4 separate regions of the Rattus norvegicus genome follow, and all the other regions are linked to region 1. The links are chromatin contacts, called in public Hi-C maps. All regions are on one chromosome and are shown on one strand. The core of a region is the stretch at or near the end of the contact, and the rest is flanking DNA. Distances in the headings are between cores, read along the strand shown.

What was found. Hi-C and Micro-C count contacts between places; a contact is called where the count stands out from the background.
Region 2: a contact with region 1 is called in a Hi-C map of liver, with 3 times the contacts expected there. The contact joins two enhancer-like sites. A contact is called at or near these places in 3 of 12 Hi-C or Micro-C datasets (kidney and liver).
Region 3: a contact with region 1 is called in a Hi-C map of liver, with 5 times the contacts expected there. The contact joins two enhancer-like sites. A contact is called at or near these places in 3 of 12 Hi-C or Micro-C datasets (kidney, liver and mammary epithelial cells).
Region 4: a Hi-C map of liver shows a contact between it and region 1, with 2.6 times the contacts expected there. The contact joins two enhancer-like sites. A contact is called at or near these places in 2 of 12 Hi-C or Micro-C datasets (both in liver).

The regions. Positions count from the first base shown.
Region 1 is chr9:69,602,142-69,608,694 of GRCr8, reverse strand. No RefSeq gene overlaps it. Among named protein-coding and RNA genes, the nearest start is that of Cd28, 55 kb to the left of the region's middle. Within about 2 kb of position 2,859, at least 20 of the 93 cell types and tissues checked have an H3K27ac peak or open chromatin away from gene starts, as enhancers often do. A contact at or near this core is called in liver, where this site is marked.
Region 2 is chr9:69,422,940-69,429,492 of GRCr8, reverse strand. Raph1 (Ras association (RalGDS/AF-6) and pleckstrin homology domains 1) reads left to right here. Exons shown (of 14, transcript NM_001108798.2): 5 at 5,168-5,245; 6 at 5,777-5,936. It also overlaps a transcript of Abi2 not described here. Among named protein-coding and RNA genes, the nearest start is that of Raph1, 58 kb to the left of the region's middle. Within about 2 kb of position 3,937, at least 5 of the 93 cell types and tissues checked have an H3K27ac peak or open chromatin away from gene starts, as enhancers often do. A contact at or near this core is called in liver, where this site is marked.
Region 3 is chr9:69,767,713-69,774,265 of GRCr8, reverse strand. No RefSeq gene overlaps it. Among named protein-coding and RNA genes, the nearest start is that of Ctla4, 42 kb to the left of the region's middle. Within about 2 kb of position 4,220, at least 26 of the 93 cell types and tissues checked have an H3K27ac peak or open chromatin away from gene starts, as enhancers often do. A contact at or near this core is called in liver, where this site is marked.
Region 4 is chr9:69,743,525-69,750,077 of GRCr8, reverse strand. No RefSeq gene overlaps it. Among named protein-coding and RNA genes, the nearest start is that of Ctla4, 67 kb to the left of the region's middle. Within about 2 kb of position 3,712, at least 9 of the 93 cell types and tissues checked have an H3K27ac peak or open chromatin away from gene starts, as enhancers often do. A contact at or near this core is called in liver, where this site is marked.

The DNA of each region.
Region 1 (6,553 bases), core at 1,610-4,109:
GGATGGGTGTTGTTCATGCCTTTTCTTTCTAGTGCATTCCTCAAAGCTCCTCAGGATTTACATCTGCCTATGAGATTAAGAATCTTGAAGAGCATAAATTCTAATGTATTGTTTTTAAGATTTATTTATTTTAGGTATGTGAGTACACTGTAGCTGTCTTCAGACACACCAGAAGAGGGCATCAGATCCCATTACAGATGGTTGTGAGCCACCATGTGGTTGCTGGGAATTGAACTCAAGAAAAGGAGTCAGTGCTCTTAACCACTGAGCAAAGAGATCCTTTTTAGTTATTTGCCGTGATGGAGAAAAACAAGGAAATTTCCAGCCTAGTTCCTGACTTATCGTCTTCTTCTCACTGGACTGCACATGTCTGAGTATCTGGAGGTAATATGATGTGCTTCTGTAGCTGTAAGAAAACACTCTGATCTCTTAGTACCAAACAGGTGCCAGCTCTTAAGTACATATATTGAACACTGTTTTCTGCACATCTTCTAAATAATCAAACTGTGAGGATTGGCTGGAGTTTTTGTCCAAGTCTGAGTACCACTCGCTAGAAGAGCAACCTATCATTTTCATTCCACAAAGAGGAGGGCCAAGTCATCTTTCAAATGCTACCATAGGGCCATTGGTTGGGCAAGCAACTTCAGATATATTTCTGTGTTTTTTCATTCTGCCCTTCATTTTACTGTGATTTATATTCATGTCTGGATAGCAGTAACTTATTATACCCTAAAAAGTATGGCATGGTGTCATTACTTGTTAACAAAATGAAATGAATCTACATACTGTTATAAGGAAGTATATTGATTCGCTTTTCAATGAATAAAACAGCAGGCCAACAACAAAGAACTACTGTATATTTTCTGAAACATGGAGACACTTCATTCCATGAATCTATTAGACGAGCAAAGGGGATACATGGCTTTATCTTGTCTTCAAACCTGAAAGACAGGCATATGCTATGCCCTTGATGGAATTACTTCCAGGAACACCATTAGATGTTTCATTATAGCAGAGATGGTGATGTCATTTTGATGTCTTTAAGTTTTTTTATTTGTGTTGCCAATAATTACAGAACTGAAAAGGGTGCTGGGAACTCAGAAGACTGACAGCCTCTAACCAGAAGTTATGTGCTGTAATGGAAGACCTAGCAATGACAATGACAAAGCATAGATAGAAATTGTCATAGAGGATAGAGGAGTCATCATGCCGAGAATGGGGTAAAGAGAAAGCTTAGCCTAAGGATGGGTCCTGCATCCCAGAGGCAATGTTCAAAAGTGAATAGTCAAAGAAACTTAGAGCAGCTCCATCAGAGAATTACATGATCTTGGAAATCCCCATTGGTTGGTGTATTGAATACCTTAGAATGCCCCATACTGAAGACAATGGCACGGATGTTTGAAATTTCTAAGTGTCCCTGAGCCATCTACCTCTTTTTCAATTACGGAAGCACTGTTTTCTTTTCTCTGAAGGTGGATGTCGGAAACAAAGAATAACTCCAGGTTTCTTAAAGATGTTTTGTTTCATAAATTTCAGAAAAAAAATAAATAAATGTGGGTTTCCTGTCTTTTTCAATCAAATTCATTCAAAATAACAGCACTTGCCAGGACCGGAGGTTGTGGGGAAGGAAGGAGAGTGGGTAGAAAGCACTGTTGTGAATTGTTCCCTGCAGCTGATATTTCTCCATAACAAGTGTTCATGCAAAACAAAAGACTGCTTTAGAAAACCAGGAGCAGACACAAAGCCACAGAAAGGGGTAGTTACGTTGGTATTTTAGAGATCAAACCCTTGTACTTGCTTGATTGATCCTATCCGGTTTCCTGGCTGTGTCATTTGTAACATAGTAATTAATATAATAATGCAATATAAAGAAAATGACAAGCATAGATACTATTAGAAAGCATGTTATCTACAGGCATCTGTGGCTTCTTCTATCTTCCAAAGTGCTGGGGATAAAGATAAAAGATGCATTAACATTGGGAGGCAGTATAGCACAGTGGTTAAAGGGCAGGTTTAGAGTCTCATGGAACTAGAGCTTTTAATAGCTGCTGGGGTTGGGAGAGGGAGGGTTCTTCAAGTATTTGACAACTGATTGGTCAACCGAGGATCCAAGGCAGGTCCCACACCCAAGAGTTTTTGTACAAAACAAATTGAACTTAGAGGTGGGGGAGGAGGGGGAGGGAAAGGAAGGGGGAGGGACAGAGAGAGGGATAGGGAGGGGAAGGGGAGGGGGAGAGGAAGAGAAAGAGGGAGGGGAGGGGGAGGGGAAGAGGGAGAGGGAGAGGGAGAAGGAAAGAGAGACCAAAGTTAGGTTCACAGTAAGTTGGAAGTTGATCTTGAAGGCAATGGGGCAATAGGGGAGGCATATAACTATGATCAAAAAATGTTGGATGACTTTCACAGAATTAAGGGGAAACATCAAGTGTGGGTTTGGCATGACAGCAGGATAATGCCCTAGCTTGGCCTCTGCTAATATGTAACCTCAGGCAAGTTTCCAAACCTCCCTAAAGACTTGATTTCAAATAGAGATGGAAACTTGTCTTCTTGACAACTAATGTCAAGAATGAAAAAAGATAATACTTATGGGATTTGAACAGTCTCTAGTCCAAAGTGAGCACTCACTGAATATTTGTACTTAAAGCCAGTGTGAAAATACTTGTCCCTCCTTTGGCACCTCCAGTTTCTAAGCAAAAAGAGGAAAGTGTTTGGAAGCAGTGGCTATGTGCTTGTCAGATCAGACTACGAAGGGAGAAAGAGCTAACTAACTGCTCAGTTTGCTTTGCTGTTGGAGAGAAGGCTGCCACCCAGCTGTTACTGGCACTGAGAGTCATGCCTTCTCTGACACATCCCCTTTGGCAATACAGAACACCAGCACACCTCAGCCCCGCCCATCCACAAGGAGGGGAAGATTATGTGTGAGAGTTCAGGTTGTTGCCCTTCAGGAAACAAGAATTACGAAACATTTATATTGTCCTGGAGCAAAGGTCCCTGGTGATGAGAGATAGCCATGGGCATGGAGTCCAAAGGCTTTTGGGAAAAAGAAAAAAGAAAACTTTTTTAAATAGACAAAAATAAGCAGTGATCCTAGCTTTAGAGCCATTACCAGAAAACATTTACTTAACTGTAACTTCCAAGCAACATCAAGAACAGCCAAGTTTAGGTCTATGTGTGAATGCTGAGTGATACTATCGAGGAGGAATTTACAATTGTAGGTTTCCTGAGACAAAGGAGCCTAAAGGTTTTCTGTGCAGTAAACAAAATGAGCGGTGCCTTCTCTCTGGCTTAGGGACTGTCTAAATCTCCCCACCGGGCATAAGATGTCTGATTATACGCAAACTCCAAACACTGGAGCGAATAACAGCTGCTAAAACATTTACAAACCACTCCTTAAAAGAAAACAGAATGCACACACATGAAGGTATCCCCTGTGTCCAAAGCAGCAGACTTGTTCAAGGACAGTGAGATCAGTCGGCCTAAAGCCAAGGGAAGCCCTTCACAGAGACGGAAATTATAGTGCTGTTATTGTGTCGTAATAAGCCTCTATGAAATGGAGTATTGTGCTTCTGCCGAGTCATGAACACAAAATAAATCAGGACCTGGCTTCCTTACAGGCGAGGGAAGATGTATTTTGCTTCCTTCAATGAGATTTCCTTGCTCCCACAGAGCATACGTTTTCTCATCTTTTTAATAAAAATTCTACCTTTCAAAGGAAGCTATCTTTGACTAAAAATCGAAAGTGCTTATTCTGTGCAGATGTCTTTTGCTCTACCTGTTTTCAGAAGGGCACTACTGTGTATAAATGGCTTGCTCTTGCAGAACCTCCGGTGGAGGAAAGCAGACATTGGTATTAAGTTCCACAGTGACACTGCTTCCTTGTGCCGTCCCCAGCAGCAGATTAATGCAGAAACCTCATCCAGACTTAGTGACTGTGACCACAAGGCATCCCTGTGTCTTTAAGACTGACTGTTGGGTGGAAACTAAGCTCAGGCACATTAGCTGGTGTGCAGAAAGTGAGGCCTGGTGCAGAAGCCTAAAGCAGTCTGTCATGCTGAAAGGTTGGCTGTTGGTTGCCAAAGAGCAAAGGTTGCTGCCGCTCACCTTTTACACTGATAGCTTTTGTTTTTATTCCTTGGGGTTGTATAGAGAGAATCTTTATGCTACAGGCTACCTAAAGTTATTTTTTTACCCTAATAAAATGCTTGATAGTCCCAATGACCTAATCCAATTCTATTTTCTTCATTTCAATACTCCAGACACCTCTTTCAGGTTTGAGAACATAAAAACCTAGTTTTCATCCATCAACCTATGCTCCACGTTGATTTTATTGAGAGTCTTGGCCCTTATTCTCTATTGCCTTTTAGTTTCTTGTTGCTTTCAACCTAGAAGTTACGCTCACCAGAGCAGAAGGCAAGAAATGGTCATTGATGTATACATATATAAATATGGATATCTTATACCTTTGGGAAAATGTGAGCATGCAGCTACCACTTATCAAGCATTACTGTGGGTATCTTGTTACTGGCCTTAAAACACAGGCTCCTACAATCTGAACACTGTCTAAAGTAGAATCTATTATCTCTACCTTGTAGTGGAGGGAATTAGGACTCAGAAGAATTAAAGGATTTGTCCTGGGTCATGAAAAGCCAAGAATTAAATCAGGAGAATTTAAAACCCATTACACAGTGCTCCTCCTAAACTCCAAGTTTGTTTGTCCTGGGCAAATATTACACTTATATTTTAACCAATAAGGAAAAAAAGGTGGTAGCTGCTAACTAGGGGCAAAACAAATGGGAAAATACCACAGGTTATGAAAGGACCAATACTCCTAAGGATCCTTCAAATTGCAGCACAGTTCCTGGCCTCAGAAAGCTAATAGTTTAGTTGAGAGGACAGGTAAGAATCAAATGAATGCCACAGTCCAGGTGTGTACCCAAATACTGGGGGGGGGGGGGGCCACAGAGTAAGAAGGCTTTATTCCTACGTCTTGGCAAACAGTTGAAAAATATCAGCCTTGTCTAATTTACTGTCACCATCACATCTAGTTACTTCTGCTCACTAAGAACATCTGACATGTGTTTGCCAAAATTAAGGTACATTGATTTTGAAAATGTATACTGCAAACAGTCCACTGAAAAACCTGCTTCTCTACTCTCAAATGTCAGTAGTGGTCAAAATTGAGTTCTCCCCCTTTTTTTTGCTTTTTGAAAGAAAACCAGGGAACAGACATCTACAATTGTTTTACTTTATAGAAGATCTCCTAGGGAAAAGAGTCCTATAAGAACATTAGGTCAAGCCTTGCTCTCATAATACCAAATTAGAAACAATTTAATATCTGCTGAGGATTAATTAAATTCCCATTTTGCATATACACAGTGGGCTGCTTCTGGAGCTGTTAAACAGTATTTATTAAAGAAAGTTTCCATTGCAGATGCATACGAAAAAGGGCAAAACTACGAAAAGGTATAATACTGTCTACATTAAAATTATATTGTATATATAAACAAAAATGGTCACATAGTGTGCATAAGATACGTGCAGAGAAAGCTATAAAGGAGTATGTTTGCTGAAGTTTTGGTATTAGCTGAGAAAATCAGGATTAAGTTTGGTTTTACTATTTTCTATATTGTTTAGATTTTCTGTGTCAATCTATTACTTTTGAAATAAAAAAGACAACAATCTTGTCTGGGGAAGAGAACAGCATGCATCTCTCAGGAATACATATTAGAAACTATTTTCCAGAAAGAACATCTCAAAGTATGTTTGTACTGAAGTATTAATATTTGCACTTCCCTTGAACAAAGTGATTCCTGTCTCAGGAACCAATCTTGAATGGTGGATTTGTCATCACTAGAGAAATTATATCACGTTAAAATTATGGATCTGATATTAGATTTACCTCACTTGTTCTTTAGTGCAGTTGTTTTTCATTGTTTTATTTTGTGTTTGGTTTTGCTTTTTTAAAGACATACCTGCCAGCTGGCAAATGATACAGTTCTAGTAGAGAAAAATGTTGACCTGTGCCTTGTATTAGGGTCCATTCTAAAAACAACAAACAGTAAGATATTATTAAGTGTGAAGGCCTTTCAAAGGAGGTTGGGCAAACTTTTAACCTGGCCTCATGACCATCATGCACCCAAGTTTTCAGAAGAAGCAGGTTGTGTTTTTGTTCCTCTCCTCAGCATTAACTGTGATATTGTGCTAACACACTAAATAACCAGTGTGTCCCCTGTGCCTTCCCACTGCACGAATTATAATCAGGCCTCTAACACTCCGTCAACTACAGGAATAGGTAGGACAGACTCAATCAATAACATGTAGAAACAAAGTGCCCTGGGATTCTGTCCTTGTGTAAAAACTCCATCTCTTCCATGACTGACATTCTAAGCCTATTGTCATCTCTAGGGCACACATGTGCTCTTTAAGGTTTAAAGGCTATGTCTTATAAAGGATGTTTTTATTCCTGCACAAACATCATGACCAAGAAGCAAGTTGAGGAGGAAAGGGTTTATTCAGCTTACACTTCCACTTTGCTGCTCATCACCAAATGAATTCA
Region 2 (6,553 bases), core at 2,688-5,187, 180 kb after region 1:
ACATATTCCTTAGGGGGAAACACACAGTCTCTTATGGTAATAAAATAATCAGGCATTGTGGTATATACCTGTAATCTAGTACTTGGTAGATAAAGGCAAGTGGGTCATTCATCTCAGCTATACAATTAAATTGAGGCCAACCTGGGACTATAGGAGATCCTGTCCTCTAAAATTTTATATATATATATTCTTATGTACATATATTTATACATGTATATAATATATATGTATACATACACACATATGCGTCTGAATATACATATATAAAAATACGTAAATTATGTTAAGTGCTGTAAAGGGAACAAAGGCGAAGAGAATACTGGAGATGGAATGGCCCCATGGAAGAAGTGGCAGATATTCCTAAGCAACCCATACCATAAAGCTTCTCAGAAGAACCTTATTCTGACTGTTGTCGGTGCCCTCTCTATCAAAGCACCTGGCTTTTGTGAACTATGTGCCCTCCCCTCTTTGGTGCTGGGTGTTGTACTCAGAACATTTCATATATCTAACGAATTCCCTGTCGTTGAGTTGTACCTTTTAGTCCCAAGTATGTGTACCTCGGACATAACCTGCAGAGCAATCTGCTTTCTACTGTAAAGCTTGGTGGCCCAGTTCTCAGCCTCCAGATATCTGCCAGTGTTTAAAAACAATGCTGGGGGGCTGAAGATATGGATCAGCAATTAAGAGCACTGACTGATTTTCCAGAGAATCCAGGTTCAAATCCCTGCACCCACATTGAGAGCTCACAACTGTCTGTGACTCTTAGCATGCATGCAGCAAAACACCAGTGCACATAAGGAATTCAAAAACAACAGCATGCTAGCTTTAACCATCATTTTCTTTGCTTCAGGAGAGATACTAAAATGCTTTTATGTTATGCCTTTAACAGTTTTATTATTGGTACCACAAAAGCTAAGACTATAAACTATTAAGGACAATAGAAATAAATTATGGTATAATGGATGCATAGTTAAGCACTTAATAAATGTGTATGATCTTAGGAAGACAGAAATTTTTGTGAGTCTTAGTTGGTACAGTGGTTCTAATAATCATACAAGCCTTGTATTTTTGTAGAAATTTAAATTAGATATCATATACACTATAACTGTGGTTCAGCGAGCGTTAGATATCTGTTAGCTCTCTTAATGAGAGTTTAATATAATTTTATGATTTCTTCAGAGAAAGTTAACTAATTCCTCTGATTCTATGCCACATTATATAGCAGAGTCTCCAACAAATATTAAATTATAACTTGAAGTTCTTTGAGTTGATTTGTTACTTTTTGATTTTTGCAGCTTATGAAATGATTAGAGCAAACCACTCTTTAGCACCTTGATTTCATTGTGTTCTCTGAGCCTGTGGTCTTCGTTTCTCAGTTGCAGTCATTCACTACCCCTCTCTCTGACACTGGAACTGTCTGAGTACTGATATTCTAATGTTTATACCCCAGAGAACGTTGTTACCCAGCTTTGGCTTTCACTTAATCTTAAGATCTGTACCCAGTTTTTGTCCTATGTGCAAATTTGAGGAGGGTTGGCATTTGATGGGTATTGATAGCCACACAGGAGTTTTTCCAGTAGAAAATGGGTTGTCTCGTGCTCTTTTAAGAGAAGGAGGAGGAGAGAGAAAGTTGTTTTTCTGTAAGTAAGGTGTCTCTTCCTACGTTTGGGATAATTGTGAGACAGCGTGAAGCAAGGGCTGGTGTAGAAAGAGCACAGGCAGCCTAAAGATTGGTGCTGTCAGCAGAAATCAACGTGCAGGAGGCTTTGTCCTTTGCCTTAGTGAGTGTGGTTAGCACGGGCTTGATGATTAGTACTGAAGTCTCCCATACATTGTCCACACGCATTAACACAGACTTAGTGACCTGTCTACACAACACAACAATGTGAGATGGTCTCCTTTCTCCTAACATTACTATGGAAAAAAGTAAGGCGTGGTTTAGCTAGAAGAAGAGCACAGCACCCACAGGAACCATGGGTCATGCAGTTTGATTATTTTTATTTACATTTTTTCCCAGTAATGATACTTAGATCTCACTGTAACCAGATTTATTTCTTCAAAGGTTTCTAGAAAGTTCATCCTTGCATTAAACTAGAGACGAATAAACTAAAATTTACCTATCTTAGATGTATCCAGCTAGCTCTGAAATTCGATTTTAACTTTCATAGACCAGTTTATAATGACCAAAATTGTAGCCTAGTGGTAGTTACTTGCTTATTATATGCAAGGCCCTGAAGACAATTTTAAAAATGAGATTATGTTGACCTATTTTTGTAGGTAAAAGACAGGCTGAACTTGAATGTATTAGGAGAGCTTTGCCTGTTTTGCATTTAAGAAATGACTCCTTGATTTGTACGAATGTTAATTGGTTACCTGGTTCTCTTACTGTTCAGCACTTCAACGTGTGGGGCGGGAACTGTGCATGAGCTCAATTAAGCTAACCTGTCATGGAATTTGACAAACAGTAAAGGATGGCAGTATGGAAACACCATTATTGTATGAAACTAATCAAAATACAGTATTTATTTTTTTATTTATTCTTAGGGCAGTTTTGTTTATCATCCACTGTACTGTGACAGCAGTAGTTTCACTGCCCTGAAAGGTCTCTGCACTCTGCCTAATAAAGCCTAATAAAGCCTTGCTTCCTTCTTTTTTTTTTTTTTTTTTTTTTTTTGTTTTCTTTTTTTCGGAGCTGGGGACCGAACCCAGGGCCTTGCGTTTGCTAGGCAAGCGCTCTACCACTGAGCTAAATCCCCAACCCCACCTTGCTTCCTTCTTAACCCTGACAATCACTGATCCTTTTTACTGCCCTTTCCAGAGCACAATATACTTGCAATTAATTATATAGTATGTAACTTTTATAGATTGAATTCTTTTATTTATTAATCTGTGGGCCCACAGTGCCCATTTATTGCTTTTATAGTTCATTTCTTTTTAGTGCTGAATAATATTTAATTGCCAGGATGCACCATACTTTTTCTATTCACTTACCAGAGGAAATCTTTGTTGTTTCCAAGATTGGGTGATTCTGAATAAAGCATCTACAAGCATCCATGTGCAGGCATTTGTAGACAGAAATTTGCACTGATTTGAGTGAGCACATAGAAGCATGACTACTGGGCCATGTGGCAATGATGCATGTAATTTTGTGAGAATCAGCCAAATTGTCTTCCGAAGGGGCTAGATTATTGTTTCCTTCTCACTAGCAGTGAGCAGCAGTCCTACATCCTCACCAGCATTTTGTGCTGGGGTGTTGGATTTGGGGCATAGTAAACGTATAAGACTTAACTTGCACTTTCTGGGTGCTAAGGACTATCAACCATCTTTTCATGTTTTCCTGAAGCAATAGCTCAATGCTTAAGAGTTGCTGCTGTTCCAGAGGACACAGGTTCTATTCCCAGAACCCACATAGTGGTTCACAACCATCTGTAGTTCCAGATCCGAGGACCCCAGTGTCCTCTTCTGAACTCTGCAGGCGCCACACATGTGCGGTGCACATACATATATACAGGCCAAGTATATATATACACAAGTATTTTACATACATAAAATATTTTACTTCAAATATTTTACTTTTAGAAGTTTGTGTTTATATTTCAAATATATAAAGCATCGATTCCAATGCCTTCTCCCCCAATAGACTTTAAATTTACTTTTCAGAGATGTACATAAAATGTATAAGAGAATAGATTGGTTAAAAAATTTACATTAAAATTCATCTATTGCTTTATGATGCGATTTATTTGTTTAAAGGAAAGGACTGGGTTATATAATCTTTTAGTCAGAGGAATATGTCTATAATAATCTAAGAACTAAGTATTAATTCTCTTTATTATTAAAATAAAGATCTTTGTTCTTTGACTGTTGGGTTCACAGATAGTGTTTCCAGGTCTTGGTCAGTCTGTTGATTCAGTAGCTCCACGCATTGAAAGGGATCCAATTTCTGGCCCATGAGCCTTCCCCTGCCCTGCCTCTCGGGTCCATGGTCAGTAACTTAAGCTTGCAAAGAGAGACATCGCAGTAGGAAGTGGAAATAGAAGGAAGCTTGCAGGACTTTGGTGACTAGGGAAAATCAGTAAATAAATCTAGCTTTTTCCCTACCCTGGAAGGGTTAGTTCTTTATGAAAACTGACACATGGATTGCGACATTTCAGGCACAATCCAGAGAGGATAAACTATTGCTGATATAATTAGGCTTTCCTTTGTTTTTTAAAGGAAAGGATTAAAGGATTTTAGAAGATGGCAATTATATAGATATTTTAATGTTTTGTACTCAGAAATAGAAAATAAATCTTTATAAACAGAAGTTTACTTACATGAGTTTTCTTTTTAAATTGGAAATTACAGCTACAGTGTTTATTATGGCCTATTGCTGGAACTTATTAGTAAGTACTAGTGTTGAATACTGTATTCTATTAGAAAAAATGGACAATGCTTTATTTTTAGTTCTTTATAATTTTTACGAGAGTTTATAATCTTAGAATTACTTACAATCGTGTTATTTGTAAAGTTATACTTAGCATTTACGAATAGACTTATTGACAGATTAATAAATTTTAATTTACTGATTGTGCTGCATGATTTTCTAAATCAGTAAAACTTAAAATATAAGGCAGCCTCTTGTTTGTATTAGCATATTGGTAAGAATTAATATTTGTACATATACTTTTTGTTGAGGCCTTTATATTTTTATAACAAAGTAGATTGGTTTTGCTATATATATTTTTCCAAAGATCTTAAATTTCCAATGTAACAAAACAAAACACTGTGCAGAAATCTTGCATAACCTCTGGAGGGAGTCTGAATTGAAAGTTGTGTGAGCGTGGCAAATAGGCCAGCAGGAGGAGCTCGTCCGCAGCATTTCCCTAAACCCAGAGCTTGAAAGCTGTTTGCCTTGTGTTGTCAGAATCGAAGTTGGTGTATTACGTGACAGGTGTCTTTCTTTTTCTCTGGAATATGGAAGCTAATCCTGTTGCTGAGCCTGTGCTCTCTTCTTGTGACATGTCTGTTTCATTCTGTGAACAGAGCCACTTTAGAATTGTGCTTTCTATACATGTGCTGCATTGTGTTCTTAATATAGTTCCCTACCAGCGCCATGAGGATGAAGCCTTTGCTGGTCTCCTCACCCTGTGAGCAGCAGTTTATCTGAAATGCTTTGTGTTTGCAGGAAGAACAGGCAGCAAAACTGAAAGCTGAGAAGATCCGAGTTGCTCTGGAGAAAATTAAAGAGGCTCAAGTGAAAAAGGTGACTTGTGGCTCTTTGCTGGGTTTGAAATATTTATCTTAAGGTTTTTCTTTTTTTTGTCCTGTTTTGCTTTATGAAGAATTTTCTTGTTTATATACAATGTTTCTCTAATTTATGAAAAGGTAAAACTATATTCTCCCTGATATCTTTTCACATGTGGGTTTTGTGTGTGAGATGCTTTAAGAAAGTGAGCCTTTGTTTCTAGGCAGGTCCTGGAGTGCTTGACTCCAGAGGCCCACTGCTTACAGCATATCTCATCTGTATTATCCCTCTGATATGATAAGGTTTCTTGCTACTTCCAAAACAAAAGTCAGTAAGACGGAATCATCTTAGCACAATATTTTAAAGGGCTTAAAACATATTTAGGTAGGTTTCTTGATATTCCGATTTTTACCTGTAATAATAGTGTCAGAGTAGTCATTTCTTAATTTATATTTAAAGATATGAATCAGAATGCTATTTAATATTTGAAAAATACTTTTCTAGAATTCCATTTAAGTTACCATTTAATTGCATTTTTACCTGTTGCAGCTGGTGATCAGGGTCCACATGTCTGATGACAGTTCTAAAACAATGATGGTGGATGAGAGACAGACAGTGAGACAAGTGCTGGATAACCTGATGGACAAATCTCACTGTGGCTACAGTTTAGACTGGTCGCTGGTGGAGACAATTTCTGAGTTACAAATGGGTTAGTAATGCCTCTGATTTAATTGTTTATTAGCATCTATGTGACCTCAAACCTTCATATTGACAGAAACATTTTGAGACATTATGTTTTTTCATATAAAATTATCAGGCACTTTATCATTTTTAAATCTTGCTTTTTGACATTTTTCCTAGTGTATCTGGAGAGTTCTTTGAATAAAAGATGAAATTCAATTCACAGCATTTTTTTAAATCATTAAAGCAACAGTTTTAACGATAACAGATGCTTTTTCTTTGGAATAAGAGTTGCATAAATAAATTTACTAAAACTATTATTAAATATTTTTACATTTTCATTTATTTTATATATCTGCATTTATGTATATATGTCATGTGCATGGAGAAGCCAAAAGAGAGTGTCAGGTCCTCAGGCACTAGAGTTAGAGGTGGTTTTGAGTTTCCTCATGATGGTGCTAAGAATTGAACCTGGATGCTCTATAAGAACAGCAAGAATTCTTGATGCTAAGCCGTCTCTCCAGCCCAATACTGTTATTTCCTAGGCTTTGTACACAAGTCTTTAAGGAAAAATAAAGCACATCAACAAATTTCAAAGAACACTTTTAGCATATGTTCAGTAGTGTGTGTGTGTGTGTGTGTGTG
Region 3 (6,553 bases), core at 2,971-5,470, 160 kb before region 1:
TTTAACTCGAACTTCCTAATTGCCCCATTGCTAAATTACAAACCCTTGGAGCATGCGCACACACTTCAAACTCATAATGCAAAGGATGCCTCCATTCGTTTCCCTGCAACGCTGCCTACAGTCACTAAATCGTAAAGTTACAGAATGTTAGATATGGAAAGAACATTAGGTCCTCAATTAAACTGGGGGTAAACAGGGTTTCAGATAGAAGGGGCGTGGCTGTACTTGTGGCTGTGCGGTGATGAGCCTGAGAGTGGACCGCAGACTGTCTCCCACCAGACAAACTGTTCTTTACAGCTTCAGTCAACAAGCCAGAGTTGACTCATAGAAGAGACACTTTATAAAGCAGGATTAAGCTTTTTATAGCATGACCTTCTGCCAGGAATAGGGTTTCCTCATGAGATCTATCCTATGTGTTCATTAAAAACCCATTGCTAAATGTCAGCACGAGATTTTTCCCTTGTCAAAAAAGGACGAGATTCAAGGAATTTTAGCTAGGTCTATGTAGCTGTAGATTGTTAAAGGGCTCTAAGCTCCCTGCGGGTGTGTTGGGCCATTCCTGAGCCTCCACATGGCTAACACTATCCCCTCCAATATTCCTGAGTTAATACTTACTAAATCTATGTTACCTTTGCTGCCCATGGGCCCTTCTGGGCAGCCCTTCTTGGGGCTGCTTTCCCCTTGCACCTACATTTGACCATCTCACCCTCCTGTGTCTTACCAATGTGGTCCATCCTATGCCCTTGCATTGGCTGACTTCCTTTCTTCTCCCTCTCCTGTGTTCCTTGTCCACAAATACTAAAAGTCCCATCTCTGTCTCCCTGCCCAGCCATTGGCCACTAGTAAATTCATTTCCCCATCAGAGCCAACTGGGATGTTTGGAGCAGGCTTCCTTTCCGTGTGGGACACTGCAAACAGGTTTTTGGGCAACTTAATTAGCATGAGAACACAAGCTACTACAGATCTAGGGGCATACCTTGAGCAGCTGCTCCTCTTTTTCCCAGTGGGAGCTAAACCCAGGACCTTATATTAGCAAGTCCTCTAGCATTCAACCAAATGCCCCAACCCTAGGCACCCAGGTAGAACAGCTATTTTGGTTTTAATACTAAAAAAAGGAAGTGTATGTGAGAGTGAGTGAGTATGTGTGTGTGTGTGTGTGTGTGTGTGTGTGTGTGTGTGTGTGTGTGTGTGTGTGTGTGATTGTGAACCGCCTGATGTGGGTACTGAACAAAAGAACCACTCTTCATGGCCAAGCCATCCCTCCAGCCCTGCCCCCCGCAGCAGCTCTAGTTGAGGGGAGTATCCTCACATACGAGGGGATATCTGTGAGCCTTCTTACTCCTGGACCTCAGTCTCCAAGAAATGCATATTACCACGATTCGGCTGTGAAGATCTATCCTCCTCCTTTTTTCTTGGTTATTCTAGAATCCATGTGACCAACTCAGCAAACAAGTGACCAGGCCAGCATGTGGCATGTAAATTCCAGCTTCTATTTCTGTCCCAGCTTTGCAAAACCAGGTGCTTCCTGCTGATGGCCAGAAGCATTGCTCTCAAGAACCTCTATAAATGCTGACAGGGCACTCACATAGGATTTGAGAGGCACCATTCTGCAAAGCTCTGAACAGTTTTCCAGGACCATTTGACACTAACTGCGAAGCCACATGACCCTCAACAGCTCAGCCACTCTGCTGAGGAATCCTGGAACAGTACCGACCCTGAGTCCCAGGCCTTTCACCCAACTTCCTGTTTGCAGATTCTGTTCCAGCCCTAACACCTAACTTTCCTGAATTTGGCTTTCCAACTTGCCCTAAACTGCAGCCTAATTGGCCTCTTGGAATATCTTTGCCATCCTTCATTCTTAGTTTTAAAAACAATTCTCAAGGACTGTGGACCTAATTAAATTTTCCAGTCCTTCCCTCCAATCTGGGAAATAGATTTCTCTCTGTGAATGGACAAAGTCTCCTCCTCCACTTCCTGGATTTATGGCCTTGTGCTCCAGCAGAGGCCTCTCCGCAGGCCATTCTGCTCAGCACTACAGGGCTGGAGGAAAGACAGTTCATGAAAAATGCTAACTTTCACATGCCCAGGGATAAGAGCAGGGCCCAGTAGCTCACCTGTTACTGTGCTGGTTACCCATAATATTCTACACCCCCAAATAATCCCTAGCATGGGTTGATAATTAGACACTTTCAGTCACCTTTAGCGCCCACTCTCCAAAGACAGCTTCATGACAGACTGTACGCTGCACCACTGCTCCACCTCTGTGGCCTTTCTTACTGGATGTGGGAACACAGATATGATCCCAAACATGTGCCCTTTTTGAAGATTTGGTTAATAGGCCCTAACCTTTAATAGATGAGCTATACCTTTGGCCCTGTGTGCCCTTTCTGAATGAAGCTCTCTTTCACTAATTTTTATGTACAAAATAGGCTGCCTTATGATATTTTCATGGATAAGTCTCCCCTTCCATTGCCTTCCCTTATCTCCAACCCTGACAGTTTCCTTTCTGCACGCACAAATAAGTTCTCATCTGCCTTTCTGTCTCATCTATACACATATATGAATGTACATTATATGGTAAGCATATGAGAGAACAGTGAGGCTTTGTCTTCTGAGAGGCTCATTTCACTTTGCATGATGATCTCCAGTTCTACATCTTCCTGAAAATGAAACAATGCAGTCTTCACTATGATTGAACAAAACTTCACCACATATGTGATGATGCATATCATATATATTACATATTACATATCATATATATCACCGTCTTTATCATCCAGTAATGAGCATCTAAGTTGGCTTCTTGACCACTGAGAATAGCGTATAGATAAACATGGATGTGCAGGTATCTCGGAGTTATGCTGACTTAGAGTCCTCAGTTACTCAGTCTGGAGTGGTGTGGCTAAAGCATGTAGGAACTGTATCCTTGGCTGTGCTTCTCTGGGAACCTCTGCACAGATTTCCACAGTCACTGCCCCGGTCTCCAGTCTCGTCAGCTGTAAAGAAGGACTCCTTTCTGCCACCCTCTCCTCCGGTCAGCATTTGCTGATTTCTTGGTGACAGGAGAAAGAAGGATCTCAGTGTTGTCTTATTTTGCATTTCCCCAGTGGCTAAGGATGCTGGGCATTTTCTCATTTATTCTCTGCCAATTTGTATTTCTTTAACTCCCTCTTGAACTGCAGTCATGGAACATACAGGGTGGATGATCTTCTCCATCCCTTAAGACTCTTTCCTTTTAAAATCCACTTCATCCCCCTCAAAGCCTCCCCAAATTTCCCTCCATTTGGTGCCTTTCCTTCCTCCATGGATGCTAAGAATATCATCGGAACAATAGAAAGCAGCGGTCACTCCAGCCTCTACCCTCCCCCCCCCCTTTGCAGTCAGCCGTGGGAAAATGCAAGCTTCCCTGGGCTTTTAAATGATGCCTGGGTCATTTAATGTCAGGGGGAAGAATTTCTTGGCTATTAAAAATACATTAACAACTGGGATCCAAGATCTGTGTCTCCTCATGCAATGACATCACTGTGCAATGCTCACCCCCTCCCATTTCATTCCAAAGATATAATTATTGATACTCACAAAAACTGTTGAATCTACAAAGCAATAAGAAACCGCTTTAGTAGGCACGAGGGAGGGAGGGAGAGAGAGAGAGAGAGAGAGAGAGAGAGAGAGAGAGAGAGAGAGAGAGAGAGAGAGAGAGAAAGGACACAACTAATTGATAAAATTCAACAATGGGCTCTCATAGCCTATTCTTACAGTTGCAATGAAGCACGCCGGCCAATAGATGGCAGGCACTGACTGCTCCACAAATGTCTAGTTCCCACCCACATTGAATCAGCCACGTCTAAATTTGCTGTGTCAGGGTGGGATTTTCAGAACCATCCATCCTTGCTACATCCACCAGACGGGTGCTGCAGTTTCTGTCTCTCCACAGCTGTATGGTCACAGAAGAGACCTTGCATTGCGACACATTAAGAAGCCCTTTCTGTTGTTGATGCCCAAGTCCTCAGACAAGGCTGAAGTTCGTCCCACTCTATCTACAGTGGCCAGTCTACGTGTTCTTCAAAATAATGCCCCCTCTTCCTTGTGTATGTCCTTGTCCTTGAGCTTCTCCACATCGTCCACTGTCCCCTCAGCTTTATAGCTCAGACCTAGCCATGATCTATACGGTTATGTTTGCCCTGGTGATGATAGCTTTCCAAGCCTGACCTTTGCCTCAGCACAGGGTGCTTGGTAGAACTAGATAGAAGTCTGCAATCTGTAGGTGAGGAAGAAGGCAGCATGGACTTAGCATGTTCCAGCCTTGTGATCCTGGGACAAAGATAAAATCCAGGGAGGAGCTTTTCAACACACCTGACTGTATCTATCCATTCCTCCTTTGTCTGTCCGAAATTTATTTTGAGTCTACTAGTTTTGTTTGGGAGTGGTGCCTGTTTTCTGCTGGAGTTCAAATCCAGGGCCTCACAAATGCTAGGTAAGCACCCTGCCCCCGAGCCACACACCTGCCCTTTGGTTCTAGTCCTCGGAGTTACAGCTGTGACACATTATTAACTGCGGCTGCGTCGAGAGCTTACATCATCCTATTGTCAACACCGCCAACTCCGCTCCACACACAGAACATTGACATGACGCCCAGATGTCGTTGCAGGAGCACTACTAACAAACTTGGCGTGACTCTAGCAAACCCGTGAAGTAAATTGTTGGTCTCGATTCCCAATTTATCTGTGAGGAAACCAAGGCACAAAGACATTAAATAATTTTGAGGAAAGCCACATGGATTGCCAGGATTTGTGCTGCAGTCACCTGTCCGGAGGCATTACATCCTTAGCAACTGTGCTAAGCTACACCGGGAACTAGCAGTGAGGCACAGAAAGAACTAACTCATCCTCTCTGCCTGTCAAAATGGTGACAGGCTGGCTTGAAGGTGAACGTGAGCTTTAGCTCCTGCCTGAAACATCCTCCTATGGGTCTTTACAAGTCCACACTGGGGGCTGGGGATTTAGCTCAGTGGTAGAGCGCTTACCTAGGAAGCGCAAGGCCCTGGGTTCGGTCCCCAGCTCCGAAAAAAAGAACCAAAAAAAAAAAAAAAAAAAAAAACCACAAGTCCACACTGGCCGAAATAATCCAGTACAGACTTGGTAAGGTTACACAAGCACGAAGGAAGGTTCCAAGAGCTAGGAGTTAATTAGCACAGGTCTCACTACCGAGAGAAGAAGGCTGGGATATGACACTGACTTAGCCTCTGGTCTATGCTTCACATTTTAAAACTAAGAGTAATTCATCATAATAACTACAGAATCTTCCAGGGGAATCTGCTAGACATTACGGGGAGCAGCTTTGACAACTGAGAGGGGCGTGGGGTCCCTCCAAAAACAACAGTGTACACCAGAGCTTCAGTGTTATATCAAACCATGCCTGTAGACACTAGATACAACATAAAATGTAAAGTGCGCTTGGCAGCTACTCAGGAGTTAAAAATAAAATTACCACATGACCCAGTCCACAGTATATACTCCTCCCCCAAATAGATTAAAACAGAGGCTTTACTTATATGTTAATATTCCTAGCAGCCTATGCATAATAGCCCCAAATGAGAAACAACCAAAGTGTCTCCCAACTGATGAAGTTTTTTCAAATGCTTTTTTTTTGTCTGCGTGACAGAATGCAAATTCCTGCTATAAAAGGAATGAAGTTCTGGTGTGTGGTTCAACAGGCATAGACTTAGAGAACACTAGACAAGGTAAAATAAAGAAGACATGGGAACCGTCATGGGTGTCCTGGTAGGCGGTAACAAATTCATAGAGACAGAAATAGAGGTGAAGAGTGTCTGAGAGGAAGGAGACTGGACACTGCTGTCTACTAGGCACAGAGGTACCATTTGGGATGGAGGTTCTGCAAACAGTAGTGGTAACAGTTACTCACGTTGTAAATGTGTTTAATGTCAATGAATGCTGCACATAAAATGGCCAAAAGAATAACATTTGTGTTATATTGTACCACAATTAAAAAATTAGTTTAAAAAGAACCCGAAGTATCTAGGACATTTCTTTGAGATTTTCAATTACTTAAGCCATATCCATTTTCTTCTTTTTCTTGACCAACGTAACCTTGATCTATAGGGGTAACATTGTGTCCCAGAGGAAAATGTTTTTTTTTCCCCATAGTCGCTGAAGGCAACAGTAGCTACATGTCCAGAGTGATATAAGCTTTCTAGGGAAAGAGGAGGGATTCTGGGGGAGTTCCTTGAAAATTGAGGATAAGAGACATACATTTACCTGGTGTACAGAAAAACAGATGGCAGAAAGAAAAGAAGCTGAAGGACCGGGGAACCCGGGGAGCTGCTGTGGCTTTTGTGGAATGCTGACGGCTGCCTTTGGAGTCCTGGAGAGGAAACACCCCTGGCTCCTGATTTTTGTCCCAGATGTCCACTGCTAAACACAGCTCCTAATCGGCTCACCACATCAGCCGCTGTGTTTGTTGTAGCCGCTGGTTTTGTTATGAGGGGCTCACTACAGAGTAGGGTTGACAACGTCAGAAAGACTTAGGAAACTGA
Region 4 (6,553 bases), core at 2,463-4,962, 140 kb before region 1:
TTGTCTGCAAATTATGCTTCTTACGGTAGAGATCTGTGATGCAGCTTTAACTAGTATGTCTGCCTGCCCCTATCTTCTACTGTTTATATGTTATTTGAACTTGAAATAAATTTGAGTTTCAATCTTATTGTTTCCATGTTTCTTCATTATTAAAATAATATGACCCTAGAAAGTTTGATGGCACCAAAAGTAATAGAAATAATTCTTCATAGATATACATGATAACTCTCTTGAGAAACAGCCTTCATGAGTGCTTCTCCACCCTTACTCAGCTTCTCCATCCTTACTCAGCTTCTCCATCCTTACTCAGCTTCTCCATCCTACTGCTTCAGCCTCCTGAGTAGCTAGAATTACAGATAACCTTTGAAAAAAACCATAATTTTATGACAACCCTCCCCTAAGATACTTGATGCATGCCTATCTTAGAAATGACCTGTATGTCTAACACTTAAAAATAGTTAAGTACATTTATTTTATGACATTCAGTGCAAAATATTTTTAAAACAAAGAGTTATTTCTTTAGAGTCAGGAGCTACCCCCCACCATGGCCTCTGACTATTAAATATAATCTTGACTTTAAGGAGTTTGGTCACAAGCCATGCATTTATTTCCAAACTAAGAGTTGGCTTATTTTTACATTCACTTATGCATGCTACTTTGAAAAGACAGTTCAGTTTGCTGCAATCTCTTCCAGTCCCAAGATCTGCCTTCCAAAGAACCAGACCACCAGTTTCCCCACTTTTATCACAACAAGCAAAATCACACAGTTACAAAACATACAAGGGGTCTGGGGAGATGGCCCTGTGGGTAAAGTGCTTGCTATGTGCACACAAAGTCTCAAGTTCAGATCTCCAGAACATGCACAAAGCTGCATACAGTAACACAAGAGTCAGTCCCAGAGCTCCTTTGGCTAGATGGGTGGTAGAGACAGGAGACTCTGAAGACCTCATCTCAAACAAGGTTAAAAACAAGGACCAACAATCAAGGTTGTCCTCTGACTTCCACATGCACACAGTGGCATGTAGGATCCACAGACACTAACCCCTACACACACACACACACACACACACACACACACACACACACACACGTCACATGGCCAGTAAGATAATGCATGCAAAGTACTTAGAGTGCTACTCAGTAATAATTGTAACTGCTTCTCATTTTTTTGTGAACTACTTTCAAAGAATTCCATCTTCTGTGAGGAAGTGTTTCACATAGCTCACAGCCTTGTGGAGTTGCATCATATTTGCATATTATTTGAGGGACAAAAGATTAATTTATTTTCAGACCTCATTTTGTGTGGGTCAAAGACTTTTGCAGGTATTATCCGAGTTTCTGTGCTGCTGTTGTTATATTTATTCCTAGGTGTTCTACAGATTTTTTTTGTTTCTTCTTGACCATTTTTAAGTACTTGCTGAGCTATGCAGAAAGTGTCTCTTCTTGGGCTATTAATAACTAATTTTCTTGTGTTGTTCCATTTGCTCAGACTCGGATATTATTAAGCAAGTTTAGGTACTGACGTCCCATGTATTTTCTTATTAATTGGAAATCTCAGCAGACTACTTGTAGTTTTACTTACTATTCACTTTCAGAAAGCAGACTTTATCACAGATAATCTTACTGCATAGCTTTTGTGTTTATAATTTTTGAGGGCTCAATGTTGTCAAATGCTTTTTATAATGATCTATTAACCTGCTTTTATATTTTTCAATTAGTTAGCAGTGTTGGTAGAATCTCATATTTAAATTAACCTTGCAAACATGGAATAAAGTCTATGAGATCACACGTTGCTGCCCATTGCTGAGTCCTAAGTGAGATCTTAAATAACTCTAAGGCTAATCAGTGGTAAGTTTGTCTGCAAGTTTGGGTTTGCTTTGTCCTCTATGAAGTTCACTGTTAACATTGTGCTGACATCATAGCAATGACTCTCATTGTCTGAGATAGTTTTATAGAGAGAAAGTAAGGGCTAAACAGAGTTTAGCTATAAAGTGTCCACCAGGTTCAACAGCCTTTTCTGAAGTGACAGGTTTGGGATCACCATTCTTGACCACTGCAGCACCATCCCCATGGCTTTAGTGATGGAAGCAACTGGGGCTGTTGATGAGCACAGAAACCTTCAGGCTCCTACCCCAGAGACTGGGGTCCATTGATATTAGGATTACAGCTTTAGCAAGCACAGTGATTCTTCCCCCAGTTCTCAGCAATTAGTCTAATCAAAATTGCCAAGTAATTCGGGGCTAACTTGAGAAATCAAACTTTTCTGAAAATTGTTTTCAAATTTGTTAGTATAGGCTTTATAGGCTTATATGTGCTATTATGTTGCAATTCTTCTAATCTCTTACATTTCTGTGGCTATGTTTTCTTTTCCATTCTAAATATTATATACCTTTGCCTAAATCCCTCTCATCTTATCAAACTCACAAAGGATTTGTTTATTTTATCAGATTTATAGAGAACTAGTTTGTAACCATATTTTCCAATAAACACCTTTGTTTCAATTAAAATATATTTACATTATTCCCCCAACTCCATGTTCTCCCTCCAACCCCTCCCATGCCCCTTCCTATGTCTCTTCTCACTCCCTCTCTAATTGATGACCTCTTTTTCTTTGATAATGATTGTTCCAAATATATGCATAAATGCATAAATGCAACCGGTTGAGTCTGGCTTATGTGTATATGGTTTCAAAGCTGACCATTTGGTATTAGATATACAGTTAGGGGACTCATTCCTGTGAGAAGCTAATTACCCTTTCTCTCTCTCTCTCTCTCTCTCTCTCTCTCTCTCTCTCTCTCTCTCTCTCTCTCTCTCTCTCTCCCTTCCTCCCTCCTTCCTTTCCTCTCCCCAGATTCTCTCTCTCAGCAGTTACTAGTTGCTTGTAGTTCTTTGTCAGTAGCAGAACCCTGTAAGATTTTCCCCTTTCATATTGGCACCTTTGTTGGTGTACTTATTCAAGTCTTGCTTAGGAAGCCATATTGTAGAGGTATCCTGGGTGTAGCTTCTCTGTCATTTCTAGGAGACAAAATCTCACATCAGACTTACACATATTCTGGGTCTTAAAAACTTCCCATCCCATCCAGATGTAGGACTTGGGTTGTGGATGTGTCCATTGGAGCTCACACACACCAGGCTAAAAGTGGGTAAAGTAGTCCAGTAGGTGTTATTAAGGGTTATTATATTGGCAAAATTTTTATTTGGTCTGTACAAATTTCATTTACTTCTAAGTCACCTCTATTTTCTTTCCCTATCCACTAGTGATAAGAAAACCATAAATGCTTCAGATATTTCAGCACCAAAAGTGTGGAAAAGTGAGACTCAGATATTAATTTGTTACGAAGTAGTTTATCCTCCATTACTACAACAGTAAGAAGCAAAATAGCTAGTTTTTCTGAAGATAGTTAATTTAATAAGTATATACACAATATGTTTGATAAAAACTAATTAAGCAATGCCTTTAAGAGGCATTAAACATCTAATTTTCCACTTAAAGTTTTTTTGTTACTTTTAATCTGTTTGGCTTTGGGGTCAATAAAGGAATTGATGAACAAAACAACCAACCTTTGCCTTTGTCCACGTCATGAGAAGGCTTTGAAGGTTTCTGACTCATGACAGAAATCTCCAGTTTCAGTTTTGTTTCTGGGAAAGTGGGCATGATCTTTGAACACTTGCCCTATTGAGTCACAGTTTGCTCACACATACTCTAATTGTTTTATAAGCCTCTGACTTTTATGACTTACCCCTCAAGGAAGAAGTACTCCAGGGCAGTGTCGCCCCATTGGTGACCAAGACTGTCACCCTTGGAGTATCTGTCCTTATTTATCTTTGCTCATTTTTATTCTTTGGCTCTAGAGCTACATTGTGACCTATCTTTTAATAAGGCTTGCCATTTACTCTGATCTCAGGCAGGTGCTTAATGCAAATTATTCCACAAGAACCTCACAAATCTGTCATTAGAGGTTATTGTTGTCTTCAGTTTATCAACAATTAGCTGATACTGATGACCAGGAACTGAGGCCACACAGTAGAGTTGTTGCTCTGGAAGTAGAACACTGGTCTGATTTCAACTGTGCTTTGAACAATTATAGATGTGTAATCTCACTTCTGGCTGAGCTAAACGCCTGCTGTTCCCAACAGAGAGATCAGAAAGTAAACATTCCCCCTGGCTTAAATATTCAGCTTCCTTGTCAAAATCTAGGAATGGATTCACTAGATCATTGATCCTATTTCTAATTGCTGTTTTGAAGTATAGCTATCAACTAGACTATTAAGAATACCTTACTCACACTTCAGTCAGAAGAGCAGTCATAACTGCAGCTCTTCACCTCTTTCCTCTCTTTCAAAGCCAATTCCTCAGTCTTCTCCAGTTCAGTAACAGACCACCTACTGTGACCTCTTCCTCTCCGACCCCACCTCCAATGGATCATGTAAACTTTCTCCTCCAATTTTCCTTTCCCCAGCTCATCCCATCATCCCTGCCCCACACCAGCAGTCATTTCCTGGGAATCCACTAGCCAAGCCTGCCTGAGAATCAAGCAGGCCAGAAGGCAGGAAAGCAGAGTTCAGTGCTTCACTCTTTCCTCTCCTCTCCTCTCCTCTATATCCAATCCCCAACTCTTATCCCATCTTTGTAGCAGACAACCTGTTGTGACCTCTCTTCACTTTCTGCCCCCATTTCTAGGATGGAATACCCTGCTTTCCTCCCTCCTGTGGACCCCCTCAATGCCCCCAGGCCATCCCCATTCCTAAGTGCCAGCTCTTAATACCTAGAAACACATTTTACCTAGAATCCCCAGTAACTACACCTATCAGGATCCCAGAATTCCATACCAGGCAACACACAGACACCACACCCTCTAAAGAACCTGAGAAGACAACAGAAACCAATGAACAAAGCACACACCTAACAAAGACAGGACCAGAAATCAGCACCTAGAACTAAGATCTTTTCAAACCCAGATGTCTAAACACCATTATAAAAACACAATCGGTGATAGCCACAACAATATGTCTCCACTAAAACCCAGCAACTCTGTCACAGTAGACTCTGAAAAGCTGAAGCACAATAAAAGGACCTTAAAATAGCCTTAATGAACATAACAGAGATCCTGTTTTAAAAATCCCTTAAAATGAATAAATCCCTTAAAGAAACCTATAAAAAGACAAACAGTGGAAGGAAAATGAATAAAACTGTTCAGACCTGAAAGTAGAAATATAATCAATAAAGAAAACCTCAATTGAGGGGAATCTGTAAATGAAAAATTTAGGAACTTGAACCGGAACCTCAGAGGCAAGTGTCATCAACAGAATACAAGAGATGCAAAAGAGAGTCTGAGGCGTTGATAGCATAGTAGATAACACAGTCAAGTAAAATGCTAAATCTAAAAAACGTCTGACACAAACCATCCAGGAAATCTGGGACACTATGAAAAGACCAAATCTAAGGATAATGAGATTAGAAAATTGATAAGAAATTCAGGTTAAAGGCACAGAAAATATTTTCAACAAAATAATAGAAGAAAATTTCCCTAACCTAAAGAAGGGGATACTTATCAAGCCAGAAGAAACATAGAGAACACCCAATAAACTGGAGCAGAAATTCCCCTCAACACATAAAATCAGAACACTAAATGTACAGAACAAAGAAAGATATTAAAAGCTACAAGGGGAAAAAGACCAGGTTGCTTATAAAGGCAGCCCTATTAGAATAGCACTTGACTTCTCAATGGAAACTCTTAAATTAAGTCAGAAGGATCTGTAGAGATGTTCTACAGACTTTTAAGAGACCACAGATGCCAACCAAGACTACCATACCCAGCAAAACCTTCCATCACAATAGATGGAAAAAAAGATTAAAAAAAAAAAAGACATTCTATCATTAAACCAAATTTAAGCAGTACCTTTTCAGAAATTCAGCCTTAGAGAAGGTGCTAGAAGGAAAACATCAGCCTATAGAGGTTAACCACACTCCAAGGTTAATACAAGGAATAAATAATCCCAGACAACCAAATCAAAACAAACACACACATACACAAACACACATCACGAAAACAAAGTAACACAAATTAACAAACACCATTCACTGATAGCTTTCAACATCAATGGTCTCAACTCCCCAACAAAAAAAAAATACTGACTAACAGAATGGAAGAGAAAATACCACCCTGCTAGATAGCCCAGGGACTTAGGATTAAATCAAATACTATGATCCAGAAAGAAAAGTAGCACCAAAACTGTTCCTAATGACATTCTGCCTCGCTCATAGATCAGTGTCTTCCTCAGCCATCGTCAGAGATGCTTCCTCCTGCAGTGCATGGGACCAGAGACTGAGATCCACAGCAAGACATTGTGCAGAGACTGAGAGACCTAGAAACCCTCAGCCCCAAGTGGGATGTCTCCATCAAATCTTTCCCCTTGGGACTCAGGTCACTCTGTGGAATAAGAGGAAGAAAGAGTACAAGAGTCAGGGGGGATGGAGGACACTGAGAAAACAGGGCCCTCTAAAGCAAGAGGATCCAAGCACAGACGAACTCACAGAGACCGAGGCAGCATG